2 separate regions of the Gossypium arboreum genome follow, and region 1 is linked to region 2. A link is a contact called in public Hi-C data. All regions are on one chromosome and are shown on one strand. The core of a region is the stretch at or near the end of the contact, and the rest is flanking DNA. Distances in the headings are between cores, read along the strand shown. Region 1 holds the start of LOC108456292 (18.1 kDa class I heat shock protein-like). Region 2 has its middle 9.1 kb from the start of LOC108455176.

The links. A called contact is a pair of places that touch in the nucleus more often than the background predicts.
Region 1: a Hi-C map of leaf shows a contact between it and region 2, with 2.4 times the contacts expected there. The contact joins the promoter of LOC108456292 here to the enhancer-like site in region 2. A contact is called at or near these places in 2 of 5 Hi-C or Micro-C datasets (both in leaf).

Annotation. Positions count from the first base shown.
Region 1 is chr9:13,502,372-13,505,773 of ASM2569848v2, reverse strand. It overlaps LOC108456292 (18.1 kDa class I heat shock protein-like), which reads right to left and starts at 2,144. Exons shown (of 1, transcript XM_017754887.2): 1 at 1,421-2,144. The coding sequence starts at 2,068. The coding sequence ends at 1,583.
Region 2 is chr9:13,281,774-13,285,333 of ASM2569848v2, reverse strand. No RefSeq gene overlaps it. Among protein-coding and RNA genes, the nearest start is that of LOC108455176, 9.1 kb to the right of the region's middle. Within about 2 kb of position 1,608, at least 1 of the 2 cell types and tissues checked has an H3K27ac peak or open chromatin away from gene starts, as enhancers often do. A contact at or near this core is called in leaf, where this site is marked.

The DNA.
Region 1 (3,402 bases), core at 895-3,394, 220 kb before region 2:
CGATCTAATTGGTTTGAGTTTAAAACCCATTATATGAATATTTTCATTTGTTTTTTTTAATGAAAAAGACTAAAATGCCTTCAAATAATATAACTTATTTTAATAACGAAATGACATTTCCTTAATTTAACAACTGAGTTGATGACCCATTGAGGGTGACACAAACTCAAGAAAACACTTAAATAATAGTAAGTATAGATATACAATTGATAGAAGTAATAAAGTGTGCATAATTAAAATTAAAATGTATAAAAAATCAAAATAAAGTTTTTGTTGAGTGATAAATTAAAGGTTTTATTAATGTAATTTGTTTGAGTTTAAATAACATCATATGCATATTTTTATTGGTTTTTAAATGAAAATACTAATGTACCCTAAAAGATTATAACTTATTTTAATTATAAAATAGCATTTTCATAATTTAACAACTGAATTAGTGACTTGGTTAAGGGTGTCACCAACTCAATAAAACACTTAAAATAATAGTATAGATTAATAGTATAACTAGTTGATAAAGAATTATACTTACTAAAAACATATTAGTTTATATATTTCTTTTTCTTTTATATACAACAATTTTATAACAATTTTATATTATTAATTTCCAATTTTAAATTATTTAAGATGATTAGACTTAGTTCAACCAAAAACAAAATTTTGAACTTTTCTAATTTTTTATTCAATTTTTTACCATGATTTTGGGTTGATTTAGACATGATCATGAGTCAAATTGAGTCAAGTTTAAGTTAGATCAATGAAAAATTTTAAGTCCAGGCTCTGTCTAGAAAATGGATCTAATTTTTTTCCGAGTCTGACATAAATTAAAAATGCTAAAACAAGCTTGACTTGACTCGTCTATATTAATTTTTTAGATTATTATTTTTATATAAAACAAGTTTAAAAAATATAATACATAAAATACACTAAGAACATTAAAATAAATATTTCTCAACAAAATAGAAAATGAATTAACCAAAATCTTTATACTTAAATAATACTAATACTCCTTCCAAAAAATAATAGTACTATATTTACAACTTAGCAAGTAAATATTTCTAAAATAGTAATAAAATTAACAATAAAATAAAATTTATACAATATCTAAATAGTAACAAAAAATGATAACAAATTAGCAACGAAATGGCAACAAAATATCATCGAAATAACAACAAAACAATTGATTCAACCTGAGTCAAAAAATCCTACTTAAGACCTAACTTATTTAAGAAAACAAGTTTTATTTTTCGTTCAAACTCACTTTTCAAATCTATATTTTTACTCAAGTCTTCTAACTTTTCGAATGAGATTTTTGTGTATGTCCCATTATCTTCAAGTTATCTTATATGTATTTTATTTCAAAGGTTTTTTCTCTGTGATTTACTGAGAATTTTGGCTTGAGTTAAGTTCTAAGAACAAGGCGTTCTCAAAAGAAACCAGTAAACATTTTATTCATAACTTTACATGCATGTATTACATGCCAGAAGCATACACATTACATGAAAATGCAGCAACAACAACACACATGAAACACACCAAAGAAAACACTGAAACAAACATGAAAATTTTCTCAAATCTCTTCCACTCAACACTTGATCTCCTCAATCTCAATCATTTTCTTCTCTGGTTTCTTCACTTCTTGTTTGGGGACAGTCACCACAAGCACACCATCCTCCATTGATGCCTTAACTCCATCGGTCTTCACATTCTCCGGCAACCAAAAACTCCTCCGGAACTCGCCTCTGCAACGCTCAACTCTATGCCACTTAACATTTTTATCATCTTTATCCTCCTTCCTTTCTCCATATATTTTGAGCACCCTTTCATCATCAATCTCAACGTTCACTTCCTTTTTGTTGAGCCCCGGAAGATCAGATATGAACACATGGGCCTCTGGGGTTTCTTTCCAATCTGTTGGGGTGTTAAGGACTGGACATTTGTTGACCATTGAAAGGAAAGGGTCGTAAATTTCATCGCCAAATAATTGGGAGATGAGAGCCATCTTTCTTCTGGATTCTATGAAATGGGAATACAGTAATGATGAATATAATGTACAAATGGAACTTATCATATTTAAAGGATGAATAAGCTGTCTCTTGAACTTTCTTGATTTTTACTATGAAACTAATAGTTTCATATGTTCTTCTACGATCTTCTGTCGTTATAATTTCTTGCATTTTAATCACTAAAGAAGTTAGGTTGTCGACAAGTATTATTTTAACATTATCTAATACAAGTTCCAGAAGTTTATGGATAAATTAATTGCGTAAGCATCTGTCATTGTTCCGAGAGATGTTCCAGAAAATGGAAATGAAGCAGGCCCAAGCCCTAATGGATGTCAGTTTCTGACCTTGAAAAGCCTGTAATGTCCTCTTTGGGCCCATGGTTTTGTTGCTTGGGCCAAATTGCTCGTAATTAAAGAAAATTTATAACTGACATACATTCAAATTAACTCTTTTGAAAAAGTGGCGAGTGATTTTTTAATTAATTATTTAATTTTATTAATGTATTTTTTATTTAACTTCTTTTTAGATTAATTAATTATATTAAATTCAGTCAAAAATTTTAAATGATAATTACCTTTTGAGTAAAAAATTTCTAAAAGTGGGTATGGGTTGAATGTCATTTGTTTTTAGAATATAATAAAAAAGTGAGTATTTAGTACACTGACAGTGTACTATTTTTATTACATAAATAATATTAAAAATTATCATGACTCTCTTTTTAAATATTTATTTTTAATATTTTATTATACCTCTATAGTGGTCAAATTTCAAGTCGAATCTCTCTACTAGAATCGCACTTGAAATTTAATCTTTATTTTAATTTGACATATTTTGTATTCTATTTTTTTAATAACATTAGTTGATTTATATTGTTTTTATCCACAACAATTTTAGTTAAAATGTTGAGGTTGAATTTTTATTTTTTGAAAAGTACACACTTTTAACTTATCATATAGAGATAACTTTTTGTGGGTTAAAACTATATTTTCTAAGAAAAATTATGTATCTTGAATAAAATCGGTTCCCTAGGCTTTTCTCCATGATACATATACAACTATTTTATTTTTTCTTTTAATATAAAATAATAGTCAAAGTATATTTTATTCTTTTATTGTACTCATATTTGAGATTTAATATTTATGTTTTAATTTGACATAATTTGGTTCTCTACTTTTGCAGTGATATCACCAGTCCAAATAGTTAAACATATAATTTTTTTAAAAAAGTAACTTCCTAACAATTAAAAGGAAAATCTATTTTAGCATGATTATTGGAAAAGTTTTAGGCTCCGTTTGTTTACCTGTAAAAGCTTTTTTGTAAAAGCTTTTCAGCCTTTTCCAATGTTTGTTTGGCTGAAAATAATTTTCCACGGTAAAACATTATACAAAACACGGGAAAA
Region 2 (3,560 bases), core at 359-2,858:
AACATCATCACCCACAATAAACCAATGATCTTTAAAAAAATGCCTCGATAGCCCATCAATCCCCAGCGCCTTTCGAGGGTCCATTTGTTTAAAACCCTTCATAATCTCCTCGTCCGTAAAAGCATCATTCAGCCTACGGTTTGTATCCTCATCAATGCATCTAGGAATGTACTGCATGTCTCTATCAACATCAAGATTGCACGAAGTCTTAAAAAGATCATTAAAGTAATTCCAAGCAATATAGCCAATCTCCTCCTCGTCATCATGCCAAGTCCCTTGCAAATATTTAAGTTTTGAAATATTGTTCTTCCTTCTACGACCCGACACCCGAACGTGAAAATAGCGAGTATTTCTACCCCCCTCCCTCAGCCACTGGGAGCGCGCCCTAAGAGCCCAGTATTTTTCCTCAACATCATAAAGATAGCCAAGCTTTCCACGAGCTTGTTTAAGCTGACGCGTGGTCCACTCGTTCGAACCGCCATCCATGAGTTGACTAATCTCCTTCTCTAACTTTTTGATTTTGTTCGTCATTCTTCTAAAGCGATGATATAGCCACGGACCCAACTTATCACGAGTCAGGTCCATTTTATCTATCATAGAACAATCCTTCTTCGACCAAATACCTGAAATGATGTCTTTAAGCTCCTACTCATCCACCCAGCAAGTATCATATTTAAACCAAGCCCTTTGACCAGCCTTCGCCTTGTTGGGTCTACTACCTTCCGAATCCATCATGATAGCCTCCTGGTCAGACTTGGACTGGCGAACGATGAAGGAAGTAAGAAAGGGAAGCTTCTCCATGGTAGCATCAGAGACAACGAATCTGTCCAGGCTCTCTTTCACGAGCCGATCTCCTTCCCTATTGTTAGTCCACATAAACCATCCATTATAAGGTTTAACATCGGTCAGCTTTAACTCCTCCAGAAAATTACCGAAATCCTCCATCAAAATCTTAGGTTTACACCGGCCACCCTCCTTTTCCGAGTCATTCAGGATGACATTGAAGTCACCCCTAACAATCCAGCCTTCAGTAACCTTATCGCTTACTCTTCTCAACATGTTCCAGGCCTGCTGTCTTTGACTAGAATCGCTCTGGCCATAAAAGCCAGTAAATCTAAGCACCGCATCATCCTCTAGTCGAACCAGTCAGTCGATATGGAATTTTGAATAGTTCTGGATCGAGACATTCACGCTTGCTCTCCACATTAACGCCAGCCCCCCGCTCTTTCCCTTCGAATCGACCGCAAGACAGCCCTCCATCCTACATAAATTACGAATAGGTTGGAAACCATTAGATTTGATTTTAGTCTCACAAAGAAAAACAATATCTGGGACGTTAGCAATAAGAAGTTGCTTAAGCTCACGAACTACTACCAGGCGACATTCTTTTTTTTTTTGATATAAAAAGACCTGAAGGTCAACCTCAATTTATTGCATCTCTCAAAATAATATCATGGATTTCCAAAGGATAATCCACGTCAAAATCCGTAATACCATTCTGAGCAGTAGCCCACTTACAAAGGTAATCAGCCGCATTATTACAACAGCGTGGAGCCCAAACAAATTTAAAGTAAACACATGGATCCAATATTTTAATACTTTCCCTGATGCAGTAGCCCATGGTTGAAAAGTCAACCGTCATCCTATTTAGCCGATTCACCAGGCTTACACAATCAAACTCAAACCCCAGCTTACGCCAATTTTTTGTCCGCGTAAAATTCAAGCTTTCTTCCAGTGCATCAAACTCGGCCCACTCGGCTTGGACGTTCTTCTCCAACACGCCCACTCGACCGCCTAGGACAAAACCATCATGGTCCCTTACCACAAGCCCAAAACTCATCTTTCTTCCCATCGTAGTAGCGTCAAAATTTATCTTAATCACTCTCAGACCGGGCTTCGCCCACCCTTTTTCCATAGTCGGCTTAGGAATCATCGGTTTTTCCAGGAAGTTAAAAATACGAAATTCACGGCTTAACCCAGCAGCCCTTTCCCAAGTCATTCTGGCCTCCTCCTCTACATCCCGAAAAACTTTATTGTTGCGGCTGTTCCAAATATTCCAAAGCACCGTTATGAAATCAGAAAAAGCCTTCTTGTCCAGCGCACGAGCCACATCCTCAAGCCAGTCCACACACTGACCGTAGCAGCCTTCCAACAAGTTATTATTCAGTCATTCATAAGCTAGCACCGCTCTAGCCTTAGGACAGTCTTTCATAGCATGAATCAGAGTCTCCATAACAGTCCCACACCTTGGACAATTACTATTAAACTCCCTTCTAATACTGGATATATTCTCGTATGTAGGCAGAATGTCGTGTCCCAAACGCCAAAAAAAATCTTAATCTTAGGAAGAGTCTGTAGTTTCCACGTGATCTTCCAAAAAACCCGATGAGGGCCAAACCCTACATGCTTCAACGTCAGCCAGGAATAAGCAGACTTAGTCGAGTAAGAGCCAAAGGGGTTATGGAACCAGATCTGAGAGTCCTCAGGGCCATTATGAATAATGGGGATTTTACATATTTGGTCCCCAAGTCTTTACCATAGATCGCAATTACTCGTCCCTCGTTCCAGTCATCTTTCTCACTGTTCAGCAAGTCACACACTTTTTCCTCTTGGACCTCCCTCCTGCGCAGCCCAATCGAGTCACCCGAAAGCCCTTCAAAACCCCACCTGTCGTGCCAAATATCAATCCTGCTTCCCTTACCGACATTCCAGCCGAAGCCCTCGTACAGTAAACTAGCCGCTTTTGTAATGCTTTGCCAAGTAAAAGATGGCTTGTCAATCCGCTTAGGATGAAAGACATCCCCATATGGAAAGTATTTTGCGCTCAAAACTCTCAAGCACAAAGTGTCCCGACAGCACATAAGATGCCACACTTGCTTACCTAACAACGCAACGTTAAAGCGCCTCAAATCCCGGAACCCGAGACCCCCCATTCCTTTAGGGTAACACAAGCGGTCCCAAGATAATATATGCCAGCCTCTTTTCTTATCTTCCCCCCCACCACACACGGAAAATCAAAGATTGAAGCTCCTCCAGGACGCCATTAGGAACAAAGAAAACAGAGAACCCGTAAGTAGGAATAGACTGCAGGATAGACTTGATGAAAATCTCCTTTCCACCATACAAAAGTAATCTTTTTGACCAGCTCTCAATCCTACTAGCGGCACGATCTAAGATACTTTGAAAAGCCGCTGACTTCTTCTTACCAATCGGAATGGGTAGACCGAGATAACCATCAAGGTTGGCAACCACCTTCATTCTAAGCAAGCCACTTAAAGATGTGCGTTGAGAAACAGGAGTGTTAGGGCTAAAATAAACCATTGACTTGTCCAGGTTGATGCTCTAGCCCGACATCCTCTCAAATGAGTCCAGGATTTTTGTAAACTCCTCCACTTCACTTCTTTTGTTCCTAACAAACAAGAGGGCATCGTCAGCAAAAAAAAGGTGATTAATTCTAGGGCCATCCTTACTAGCCCGAATGCCTTTAATTTGGTTAGTATTTTGGGCATAAATCAACATGCGAGATAGAGCGTCCATGCAAAAAGTGAACAAATAAGGGG